2 separate regions of the Arachis hypogaea genome follow, and region 1 is linked to region 2. The links are chromatin contacts, called in public Hi-C maps. All regions are on one chromosome and are shown on one strand. The core of a region is the stretch at or near the end of the contact, and the rest is flanking DNA. Distances in the headings are between cores, read along the strand shown.

Evidence for each region. A called contact is a pair of places that touch in the nucleus more often than the background predicts.
Region 1: a contact with region 2 is called in a Hi-C map of leaf, with 4 times the contacts expected there. The contact joins the promoter of LOC112799303 here to the promoter of LOC140180372 in region 2. A contact is called at or near these places in 3 of 8 Hi-C or Micro-C datasets (all in leaf).

The regions. Positions count from the first base shown.
Region 1 is chr1:16,184,857-16,191,457 of arahy.Tifrunner.gnm2.J5K5, forward strand. LOC112799303 (kinesin-like protein KIN-4A) reads left to right here and starts at 2,365. Exons shown (of 26, transcript XR_011861773.1): 1 at 2,365-3,175; 2 at 4,527-4,673; 3 at 4,758-4,913; 4 at 5,101-5,354; 5 at 5,910-6,097; 6 at 6,231-6,355.
Region 2 is chr1:16,033,219-16,039,977 of arahy.Tifrunner.gnm2.J5K5, forward strand. LOC140180372 reads right to left here and starts at 4,126. Exons shown (of 1, transcript XM_072221120.1): 1 at 3,605-4,126. The coding sequence starts at 4,126. The coding sequence ends at 3,605. It overlaps LOC112799282 (SUMO-conjugating enzyme SCE1), which reads right to left and starts at 748. Exons shown (of 5, transcript XM_025841681.3): 1 at 492-748; 2 at 295-378. The coding sequence starts at 557.

The sequences.
Region 1 (6,601 bases), core at 1,115-3,614, 150 kb after region 2:
CTTCCTCGATGAAAACCACAACTGTCATTTTTCTTCGCGTTTCTCCTTCTCCTCCTCTTCTTCCTTATTCTTCTCCTCATTCTTTGTGTTTCTCCTCCATTTTCTTCACGTGTTTCATCTTCATCGTCGTGTTTCTCCTCCTTCTTCTTTTGATTTTGCAACATTATGTATTTTTTCTTCTTTGTTTGATTTTTTCCTCCCAAAAAATTATGAGAATATGAAATAAGAAGATGAAGAAGAAGAAGCAGCAGAAGATGAGGAGGAAGAGAAAGAGTTCTGAATTATGCATAACTCATCAGAATAAAAATACACCCAAATATCTTCGTATTACACCCAAATATATTCGTTTTACACCTAAATTTGCTGCAAATACAAAAATGAGTTATGTTACGTGTACACTAAAATCAGTCACCAAAGTCAGCAAGAGCTGCAAAATACACCCAAAATACATCATATTAAAACAAGCATAAACTATAGAATGCAAACACAACTATAAAACCATCATAAAAAATAACAAAAACCATATTCATGAATCATAACTAAACCGAAACTAAAATAATTCAATTAAAAGAATAAGACAATTCACCCTCCTTCAGATGAAAAGTCATAAACTATAAATACACCCAAACTTTTATAAAAATACACCTAAATATTCTTGAAGATTATAGGGGTGTGCATGGATCGGGTGAAACCGGGTTTGATGTGACCCAGACCCGGCCCAAAATATATACTGGGCCTATTTGTTAGACCCGAACCCGGCCCTAGACTCGATGAAACCTATACACTTTCGGGCCACGATTATACCGGGTAAAAACCAGGCCATTAACATTTTATTACCTTGATACCTTCTAATAAGCTAGCATGTGAAAATATCCAAATTTCTAAGACTCCAACCATTATTTGACATAGTAAAATTCACTTAGAAAAATGTAATAAGAACCAACTCTTCTCTAAAATTAAAGCATAACCATAATCAATACTAATATTAGCTAATAACACCAAATATTTAAATCAATACAAATAACATAATATTATGCATTAATCTTAAATCGCATTTTAAACATAAAACATTAACTTATAGTTTTAGAATAACTAATAGTACAAAATATTAAGGTTTACAATACTTAAATTCCACATAAGAATAGCCATCATCCATCACTAATAACACAAAATATTAATTGTGTATGACGACCGGGCCATCGGGCAGACTTCGGGTGACCCGAGCCATGGTCCGGACCCAACCCGAAATAATGACCGGATCTATTTTTGAGACCCTTACCCGGTCCTAGACCCGATGAAATCACACCAAATTAACCCCTAAAGTATTCAGGGCGGGGCCGGATCTTCAGGCGGGGCCGGGCCATGCACACCCCTACAAGATTATATTAATTTTAATCTGAACTAGTACATTAGATTCAATTCAAATAAGGAAGAATTAGCAGTAAATTTTACAAGCAAGGTTCATGCACTGGTTTATCTGACAATCTGAAGTTGAATTATCCATTATCTTTAAAAACGATTTCAGAGTTTGATGTTAAAAAACAATGGAAATCGAGAATAACAAAGAAAGAAAATAGAGAGAAAAAATCACGTAAATGAAGAAGGAGAAAACAAAAAAAAAACGACAAAGAAAAAGACAAAAAATTTGAAAAAAGAAACATAATTTTTTCAAAAATAAAAAATCTGTTATAAGTGCGTGAAATGTATATGCATAACAAATGTGTTTGAGTATAATATCAATTAAAGAACTTATAAGACTTATATAATAAAATCACTTGTACGTATAGATTAATCCAACTTCTAAACACCTAATAATTATTATGTTCTTAAAAAGTCCAACATAAGAGCCAATAGTCTGCATCCAGTCAATGCTGCCACATTTATCAATGCTAATTAATTATTTACTAGTTACTTACAACTACAAGTGAGATTTTTGTTTCTTTAGTGATTTTCCTTTTCCTACGTCTAGATTCAAACACATAAGCTTTGATTTTATTGACGCAACTTTTCTAATTGAATTTAGGTAATATATATGCGCCTTTAAGGCACGTAATAAATTTATCATTAATTAAAATATTATATTTTTTAATAAATATAAAATAAATATATTAAAAAATTATTTTTTATATTTTTAATATAATAAAAAAAATTTAATTTATAATTTTAACATATATTTTTAGAAGACATAAAATAAAAAATCTTTATTAACACATAATCATTACAAAATTTTATTAAATTAAAAATGACATCAATTATAGAATGATAATATCTGATTATTTTTAAATATTTTTTATAATTTTATAACAATAATTTAAAATTTATAATTTAAGTTTTAAAAAACGTTAGGATCCTTTTTTTTTTGACGTATTAGCATTCGCCATAATATTCACACCTACCAAAATATTGATGGAAATAGAGATTTTGTCCGTTGAATATTAACCGGAGAATAAAATGCCATAAAATAAATTCGGAGGGAAAAGGGCGTGGTGGGAGAGAGAAAAGAGCGACAGAGTGAAGATAGTAGTGCACTTGTGCTTCGGAACTTGCCACGGGAAGAAGAAAAAAAAAAAAAATAAAAGTATAAAATAAACAAGGAATAGAGAGAGAGAGAGAGAGCATCGGCATAGGCAATAGCGCATAGCTATTAGTTTTAGTCACTGCCATACAAGAAGCAAGAAGTAGTGAAGAAGAAAAAGTGTTAAACTGTTCAATGTAGTGTTAAACTGTTAATTGTGGTGGTTGTTGTGATTGCGGTTGCTTTTTGTTTTCTGCTCTGCTACTCTTCAAACCACCGCGCTTTTCGTTCTTTCCTTCTCTTTCAATTTCTTCACTCAACAACCACTACTCTTTCTCACGCTCTCTCTCTCCTGCTGTTAAAAATCTATTTCTCTCTCTCTCTCTCTCTCTCTCTCTCTCTTGCAGCTGTATCGTTATCTTAAGTTCTAATCTTCGTAATTGATCACACATTGGGACTCGTTTTTCTTCCCCTGGAACCTCGATTAACCTCTAATCTCTCTCCCTAATTTTCTTTTTCTTTTAATTTTCTTTTTCTGTTTCGATGGAGACATCGGAGAATTGTTCTGTGAAAGTTGCTCTTCACATTCGTCCGCTCATTGCTGATGAACGACAGCAAGGTTGCAGAGAATGCGTTTCAGTTACGCCTGCGAAGCCTCAGGTACCTCGAAACTCGTCTCTTCACCTTCGTCAACATGATGCTTCTTTTTCTTTAACTGTTTTTTTGTGTGATTATTATTAATGTGTTTTGTCGTTTAGTGGATGCACTTCATTAATTAATGGTGCGTTCGTGAATTTTGTTTTGGTGGTGTGGAGGTTGCTTAATTATTATCATTTAGAAAAGAATGTTCTTTTTTTTGGGTTTTGAAAATGTAATGTTATTTGTTTATTCCTTTCTTGATTGCTTACCATGTTGAATGTGTAATTTTGCGTAAATCATTTTGTAAAGTAAAAAAGAAATGATCAAAATAATTGTTTCAAAAATTATGCTGAAGTACTGTTTGTTCATGTCGTAAGTCATAACATACTTTCCTGTTGCTTTTTTTCTTTATTATTATTATTATTATTATTATTATTATTATTATTATTATTATTTATTTATTTATTTTTTCTATCCAAAAATTTTCAAATGCTAAACTACTCCCACTCAAGCGATAAATTTTTGTTGAATTAATTTTATTAAAAAATTATCCAAAATTTTCAAATTACTTCTACTCCTTTTATCAGCTACATCCTCAGAAACGAGATGGTGAGAGAAGAGGGGAAAGGTGAAAAATAATCGTATGTGTTCATTAATTATGAAAATTAGAATTCACACATGTAAGTCTTGGTGGTGTAGAGTGTGTGGAGGCGCAGAAGGGTTGGTGTCCTTTTGTGTTTGTGAATCGTTCGTATATGTGTGTGTTGATAGTGATGTTGATGCTATTTGTGGATAAAAATGATAGTTTAGCACCTTAGAAGTTAACACTGAAGTATTATCGAGATTTATTCAATATTACATAATTACTTGATCAATTCATTAATCAATTACTTAATGACTTAATACGTTGTTGGAATTTCACCATCGCAGGTAAACTCAACGCTAGAAATTTATAGGATAATCGCTTCTTTATTTGAAGACTAGACACCCTAATCACGTTTAGAAAATTACTCTATTATTAAGAGCAGGGAGTAAAACGATTATTGCTGTAAGTGAGAGGTCATCATCAGTCAAAATTAAAGTAAAAAAACATGTTCCCCCTAATATGGATTATTGCACATTAAGATGGACTCCGTACGGTACTATGACATGGATTTACTACCATATTAATTGAGTTGCAGTTTTATAGATGCATTTAATTACATTTTCATGTATGCTAGGATAAATAAAATGCCAATTGATTAAAATTTGCTTGTTTGAAGGTTGAAACTATGGAATCATTCTATTCTGATACTGTGTCACTTCACTGTAATATCTATCACTGACCTTGATAACCTTCACATTTTTAATGTGTATTTTTTTGGATGATCAGGTCCAAATTGGGTCACATTTCTTTACATTTGATCATGTTTACGGAAATGGTGGGTCTCCTTTGGCTGATATGTTCGAAGAATGCATTGCCCCGTTAGTTGATGGCTTATTCCAAGGATATAATGCTACTGTACTTGCGTATGGCCAGGTGAGATCGATCTTGCATGTTATACACTCGAAGTTGGAAAAGACCATTCTATTCGTTTGTATCTGATGCACATATACTCCACAGACAGGATCTGGGAAAACATATACAATGGGAACTGGCTATAGTGACAATTGTCAGACTCAGGCTGGATTAATTCCTAAGGTCATGAATGCCTTGTTCAGCAAGGTTGAAACACTAAAGCATCAGACAGAATTTCAGTTGCATGTGTCCTACATTGAGGTATATTATCCATAACATTGAGGTATCTTGTCAAATATTTAACATATATAGTGATTTGTTTATTAAAATTTGAATCATTTGATTATAAACCCGCCTAAACATTTTATGAATTATGGATGATCCATGTTAAATGGATTTTCCTTGCAGCCATTTGTTTTGAGGACTTACTTGTACAATTTATTTAAAGATTTTGAAGGAAGAGGTGAGGGACTTGTTAGATTCTGTATCTAACAGTAAATTGGAATCTGCTAATGGCAATTCTGGAAAAGCAACTGTTCCTGGCAGAACACCGATACAAATTCGTGAAACCTCAAGTGGAGTCATAACACTGGCAGGATCAACTGAAGTTGCTGTGAGTACACTACAGGAGATGTCTACTTGCTTGGAGCAGGGTTCTTTAAGTAGGGCAACAGGAAGTACAAATATGAACAACCAGTCCAGGTAAATAATGTGCTCTCAGTCTAATGCCAATTGTAAAAAGATGTTAAATATGTCATTTTATGCTCGAATACATTGAAAATTTGAAACAGCTTCACATTTTTGGTGTATATGTCTGGTGATGTGTTTACATTCTGTGTACTTTTCCATGCTGACAACATCGGAATATTAGCTAATACATTCTCGTATTAGTTTAATTTTGAAAATTGCATTCATTTTTATGATGAAGATGAGCACGTCAGGTAGTCATTCTTTATATTGAAAAATCACATGTTCTCTAGATAGGAGGGCACAATAATTTTGATGAGTTTTATGAAACACAGTATCATTTTGTTGGTACCATAGTTATCAATAATTTGGTTTGGGTGGTACTGATGTTTTTGAAGATAGTTTTTTTAAATCCTTTTTCCTAGTAGACGTAGGCTTTGCACTTTAGCTTTTTATGGTGATTTCCATTTGATTTTAAACTCAAACAAGAAGTGATAGAAAAGCTTTATTTCTATGTTTTCCACCATAATTTTTGTTATCTAACAATTGTGGTTCCCTTTTTGTATTTAGTCGGTCACATGCCATCTTCACAATCACACTAGAACAGATGCGCAAGCTCCATTCAATTTCTCCCGACAATGACTCTTCAGACGAGGATATGGGTGAAGAATACCTTTCTGCAAAGCTCCATTTGGTAGATCTAGCTGGATCTGAGCGAGCTAAAAGAACTGGTTCTGATGGTGTTCGTTTAAAAGAAGGTTGGTTATACATGACAAGCTTGAATACCTCATATTTTTGTTTCAAATTTCAAAGTTCTTTGACAGCCTCGGTACTGCAGTAGACAATGGTAAGGACTCAATAGTGATATTAACTAGATGTTTTGGTTAATAGGCATACACATCAATAAAGGTCTTCTTGCACTTGGAAATGTCATAAGCGCATTGGGAGATGAGAAAAAGCGAAAGGAGGGTATGCATGTCCCGTATCGGGATAGCAAACTCACTCGACTTTTGCAGGTTTGGCTAACTTTTTTTGGTTTGACATAGTGGTTATGTGCTTGTGTGTTACCTATAGGGTAGCTTTTAGACTTAATCGTCTTTGCATTTTGCTCTTTTGAGAATCATGTTTACCATAGCTTTCTTATTTTTATGCTATTATGCAATTTTTGAAAATTTGTTCTTAGGACCATCTCTCTTAGCATATCTTCCTTACATATTCATAGTTTGATTTACAGGTTTAGGTCTCATATACATTCTTCTTCT
Region 2 (6,759 bases), core at 2,876-5,375:
CTCTATTCACACGACATCTTTAGCAATAATTTTTCTTTTATAAAAGATATTTTGAAAAATACAATTTATAATACTCAGTTTCAGCCCAGAAGGAAAACCTAAAATCACAGGTCCATAATAAGCATGAATCAAATTTCACGCAACTCCAACATTGACAAGTGCCAATTCAAAATCGACCAACACATGATCAGAAGCAAAACCATCAAGTTAAATCGCAGAAGTAGGGAATTCAAGTTGGTAATCACAAAACACCAAAGGAACCAACTAATTTAAGTAAGAAAAAGAGAAACTCACCCCAGACTTCCCAGGAATAGTGCAATGCCACACCATCAAATTCACGGTACCATCAGGCAGCGTCTCCGGTTTCGCCACAAAACCCTAAATCACAATAAAAAAAGGAAAAAAAAAAGAATACCACCGTTCAGAATTAACCCTAGAAAAAATAATTCGAACAGAAGACGAGGAAAGAGGAATGGTTGTTGGACACTAACATGAGGATGATTCTTGCGCCACGACTTGCGCTCCTCAGCGAGTCGTCCACGAGCAATACCAGACATGTTTTCTTCTTCTTCTGAGTCACGAACTCGTTCGCACAGAGTTAGCTCAGTGGCGCTTTGGTTTGCTTTATAAACGCGCTTTCTGCTTTTCTTCTTTTCCCCAGACCCCTCTTAGTTTTTTGGGCGAGAGAGTGATATGGCTTGTAGGATTTGTGGGAAGTGACAAGTGAGCAAAAACAAATGCCTTTCAAGTTGTTGATTGTATTTGTATGCAATACTTCGGAACGAAACGTACGGTCATGATTCAATCGTGAGGCAACTTGAAAAAACGTTGCCGTTTCGGGCTTTTCTGTCTCCTTTTATTTTTTCAAAAAAAATAAAAAATGGAAAAATGAAAAGCTTCAAAGTCAATGGTTATTTATTCCAACCTTGCGTCAGAATCACGCCGACGTAGTCTTAACGCCTTCACGTGACCAAAATACCATTTTGAAAGAAAAAATAAAATAAAGTTTAACTCATTTTTTTATTTTTAAAATTAGAAATTTTGATTTTTTTCTTTTTTGAATTTTTTTGAGAAATTAACATATATTTTGAAATTTTTAAGTACTAAAAAAAATAATTAAGAGAATGAATTGAAACTAGAATTCTTTTTTTTTTGCCTTTTAACTATCTTTTGAACTTAAAAATAATAATAAATTAATTTTTGCTATGATAAGCTGTACGATGAATATCTATTTAACATGAACGGTTCATATTTTTTAAAATTAATATAGTAATAAATAAAGTAATGATGATAATTATGAATATGGGTACATGGTATGTTGTTTACCAATGTGGACCTGCGTTGCTTGCATAGTCACCTGCAAAACGTAGGTAACGTTTGCTAGAGACAAAAACAAAAAATTTGTAACTTACTGCAAAACATAGGTTGCGATTGGCAAAGAAGGGCAATTACGTCCCGAAACATGTCCCTTGGCCCATGTGTAAAAACCTGGTTTTCGATAAATAGACTTTTTTAGTTATTTTAAAATTTATTTCGCAAAATCTTGAATCACGGCACATAAAAAATAGTGAGGCCGACTCAATGGTTAAAAAAAACAAAAATTAAAAAAAAATTAAAAGTTAAACAGAAAAAGTCATTAATATGGTCAAAATTGATTTTATGAGGGTAATTAATCCCCTTAAGTCAAGTTTGACTAGTAAGTAATAAATAGGGTTAAGTATGATTTTGGTCCCTAATGTTGGGGCCAAAAATCGATTTCATCCCTAGCCTTTTTTTCGCAACAAAATGATCCCAAAGGTTCGAGTTTGTTTTAAAATCGTCCCTCGGACGATTTTACCCCTGTGATTGTTAGCTTCCGTTACGACCGTTTTAACAGATATTAATAATGTTAATTAATATAAAAAATAATAAAAGCAGTAAAGAAAAATAATAAAAGTGAATGAAAGTGAAGTGCAGGGGCGGGCGAATGGCGGCGGCTTCTGCTGAAGGTCGACGAAGAGTAGCAGCACTAGGGTTCAGGAGACATCGTCCATGGCTTCCCAGAGCTCCAAAGCCTCACATTTTCGTTCTGCTGCAAGGGAGTTGCTCTGCGGCCATGGTGAGAGACTGATTTTGTGAACTTCATCCACGAAGGATAACCCGGGACGAAGATTTTGGGGTTGCGTATACTATGAGATAAGGTGTTCTTCCTATTTTGCCATAGTGGGTCTGAGAATTTGGGGTTTGTTGACATGTCTTTGTGGCTTCTATCAGGTTCAGGATGGCTGTGATTTCTTCAGATTGGCAAATCCGGAATTTGGAGGTGCTCAGAAAGAGGTTGAAATTGCAAGAAAAAGACAAGATTGAAGGAGGTGGAGACGAAACTTTGGGTTGTTTCTGCTCTATGTATTGCTGGCTGGGTGGGAATTTTATTCTTATTGGTGCAGAATTAATATAACTTAAAGCACTTGAATGGAATGCACCTAGGTTATAGATAATTTGCTAGGGAATGTTATGAGATTTGTTGTGTTGTAGGGTTAGAGTTTGAGGATATTTTGTGATATTACAATGGTTTAGGTGTGTAGCATGTGTAAAGATGTTTGAATTAATGAAGAAAAGTGCTGTGTAATGTTGCCCAAAATGTCACCTTGTTTAATGGCGAAGTTGTGTTATTTTATAATGTAAAGGTAGTTCATGAGTAAAGCACAAAAGCATTGAATACAAGACCTAAAAATTTAGTAATTAACTAATGGCATATTTCATTTGATGAGTAGTTAAAACAAACACAAGGTAACTATTTGCATCCACAGGCCTAATATCAAAATATAGAGAAGCAACAGTCAACAAAAGTGTCCTGAGGCACTTAACACCAAAATATAGTAATGAAACTAATTTAACTAAGATAATGTTCTGAAACTAAATAGCCAATACCAAAATACAAACATTGCTTGCACAGTAGTAAGACATGATTAACAAAAGACTTGACATGCAAATTCTAAAGATTCCCCCACTAAGATGGAGGTAATTTGGCCATCAACCTCAGCTTCTGCAGGGGTACATGAGGTGCACTGCTTTGAATGATAGAAAAATGTCTCTTCCTCACAGATGGCTGCCTAAGGGGCTATTTGTTGCTGGTGGAGGTTGCAGCTAATGCAGCCTTGTTCTTGGGATGGGCCAGGATGTTGGGCTGAGTGGAAGCTTTCTTGGGCTGAGGTGCTGGTGCGGTGGACTGGCCTGCACTTTTCTTGGGCCTTGGGGGGTTTTCCTAGGCTGAGATACTAGCAGGTTGGATTGTGATAGTGTAGGCTTCCCCTTTCTCCCTCCCCGAACTATTTGACCAGGTGCCAGCTTATGTGTATCCTTCTTTCTTCTTTTGGTTGAAGTTCGGGCCTACAAAGAAAATGAAAATCATAAAGACAGTTACACACATATCATATAGTAGTCAAATTAAATTTATAGCCATCATAATAGTAAGTAAACCCTAGAACAGGATGTCATAAACCCTCTTCTTAGGCTTGGTGCAGCCAATCTTCTTGTGTCCCACTCCACCACAGTTGGAGTACCTTTGGATTTGATCCCTCCGTGACAGATGAGTCTGGCTTCTGTTGTCTTCATCTCCAGGCCCTCACTTCCTCTTCTTCACAGGTCTGTGGCTGGGCCTCCTATATGGAGGTGGGATGACATCATCATACTGAGTCCTCTTCCATAGCTCTGAGCCGTTTACAGGATGTATGACCTCCCGGTAGCACCTCTGGTAGTCCTCCTTCTTGTAGCAATCGTCCACATAAGACTCCAAATCAAGGCCTTTGAAGGTGATGCAGCTAATGTCATGAGGACAAGGAATCCCACTCAGCTGCCATTTTCTACTAGAACAGTCACCAGCAGCCAGATCCACAATGTATTTATCTAGACCACACATAACCTCGTACTTACTTGCAGCTGACCAGTATGGCCTCCAGTCCCTAGCTAAGCTTGTCCGTTTCTCTAATTTCTTGCTAATCATTGGCATAATGTTTCCTGGATAATTTATAACCCTTTCCTTATTTACAGCCCATCTAGTCATCATATACACCCTAATATCCTCTAACATGGTTACAATAGGTTTCTCTCTTGCTTTTACTAGGACAGCATTGAAACTCTCACTCATATTGTTAACAAGATATCATATTTAGATAGAAAAGTAAACATGGACCTTGACCAAAACCTGGGTGGAATGCTATTTAGATGTCGAAATGCTTCCTCATTCAGACCTCATAGAGATTTCATCTCCTTCTCCCAGCTCTGCCAATGACTTGCTTTAGCACACCTCCACATCCTGTTCTTCAGCTTCAAAGCAAGAAACTTCTTTCTGAAATTGTTGTAGAGATGTCTGACACAGAATATATTGTCCACCCCTAAGATGACCTCTTCGAACGCCGGCAACAAGCCTTGTTAGCAGAAGGTAAGATTTCATATGATTAATGCATTTATAAATGGTTAAATGGAAAACTGCATAGGCTGATATATGTAAAACTATCTTTTACTGATCAGACATAAACGTGCATTTTGCAACATTGTGTGACCCTAAATCATCGGACAAGTGACGCAAAAACCAGACCCAAGAATTCTTTGTCTCCACCTCCACAACCGCATATGCAATTGGAAGAGTTTGGTCATTTGGGTCTCTTCCAATTGCAGTCAACAATTGTCCTCCTTGGGAGGTTTTTAGGAAGCATCCATCCAACCCAATGAACCTTCTGCAGTGTTGGAAACTTTTCTTGCACGCATCAAAGCATACATACAGTCTTTGAAAAACACAATAGTTCATCAGTTCTGGATTCTATCTCTCTTGAGCAAAATCTAGTGATCGAATTACCTTTAGAATCATTGTTGAACCTAAGTTTGTTCTTAGGATAGGAGTTCATGGTAGTAGTCGTTTATCTACTTGTATTGCTCCCTAAAGGCTCCCTGAATCTGACTCAAAGCCTCCTTTTTGTCTTAGCTGCCATTGCCTTCGTAACGGTCAGGTTCCATTTTTTGTGTGCCCTTGCTACCAGCTCCTTCACCTTGATCCTTGGGTTGGATTCAACTTTCTTCTTAAACTGGCTACCCAACCACTTGCTGTGCATAATTTCAACCCAGTGTGTCTGTATGCAGGTATGTTGGAGATTCATGCTTCTTAGTTGCCAAGTGGACTCCTCACCAACCCTGTGTGCATATAACCAAAAGGGGCAGCCTTTCTGACAAACAGCCCGCACCCTCACCAAGTCACACTTCTTGAATTTAATGTTCCTAGCTATGTGGACTGCATAGCCCGCCACTGTGTCCTTAAACTCTTGCCAAGATTCATACAATGTGTCCACCTTCCATTGGTACTTTCCCATGTCCTTTTGAGACTTATGCACTGGAAACCTCTGCCCCTCACCCTCAGCAGCCTCCTCCCTATCATCAGCACCTGACTCTTGTCCTCCAATTATATGGTCTTACTCCAATTCATTACTGTCGACTGCATCCTCATCATCCAAATCACCTGTCACAACCTTTTTGGCTTTCTCCGCATTAGAGTCCTTCGGCATAGCATTATCTTCACTGAATCCATTTCATAGTCATAGACCTCCTCACTGTCAGTGAAGTGGATGTCTTTGACACTATTTTCCTCTTCATTAGATGGCAAGTATGTTGGGTCATCACTGTCTTCGCAACTACTATCATGGTTACTATCCCCCTTCGCAAGTATGTTGGCCTAATGCCATTCCACCGTCCTTATTCTGGCCTTCGGCTTCAGCCGCAACCCCAACTCCATCAGTCTTTTGCACGTTCCCTTCAAACACTACTAACTCCAGACCACCACCTAAAGGTTCCTCTCTCAAGCCGCCTCTAGTTTCTCCCCCACGTCCAGATAACCGACTTTCGGAAACCCATCGGCATCCCCAACCTCATGCACCACAAACAGATCAACAAAGCCTTTCTTCCCTACTATGGTACACATTTCAATTGCCTCTGTGTCACCTTTTAACAGCTTTAACTGACTCTCATAATCATCTGCAGTTGGGTCTTTGTACCATAACGCGGTGATGGTGGACTTCAAGTATCCAAGCTGCCTCAGCTCCTCGTATGCCTCAAACACACTCCACTTATCGTCGTCAATGTCTTCCACGACTGTAGCTTGACCTTTCAAGTACTTGAGCACACTGTTCTCATATCCGAATGCCCCACCATGGTGCACTTGCGTGTTAAAGAGCGCCATCTCCTTCCCAAACAACCCTATTAATCAACACACGGCATTAGTAAACCAACTAACAACAACTACTACTACTACTACAATCAGTGCAAACCCTAGCCTTCCACACAGCTTCACACGATCCACATTAAACCCTACACCCGTTACGTCCATCAACAAAGGAGAAATTGCATTCAAAAATGCTTACCTCGCCAAGGGCTTTCTGTAGGAATGAAGCCAAGTCAACAATGCAGGAAGTTTTTTGGCAATCTCGCTCGAGCTACCAACGCCGAACAGTCCTCACTCGCAGGAAGGCCTTCGAAGGGTTTCACACACAGGTTTCATTAAGCAATCCCTTTCTCAGACAATGGCTTACTTGGGGAAGGCGAAATGATTTTGCAAGAAGGAATAACAACCAGCAGGGGAATTTTTGTCTTAAAAAATTATTTTTGGGCGCAAAGGACGATTTTAAAACAAACTCAAACCTTTGGATTATTGTGTTGCGAAAAAAAGGCTAGGGACGAAATCGATTTTTGGCCCCAACGTTAGGGTCCAAAATCATACTTAACCCCTAATAAAAT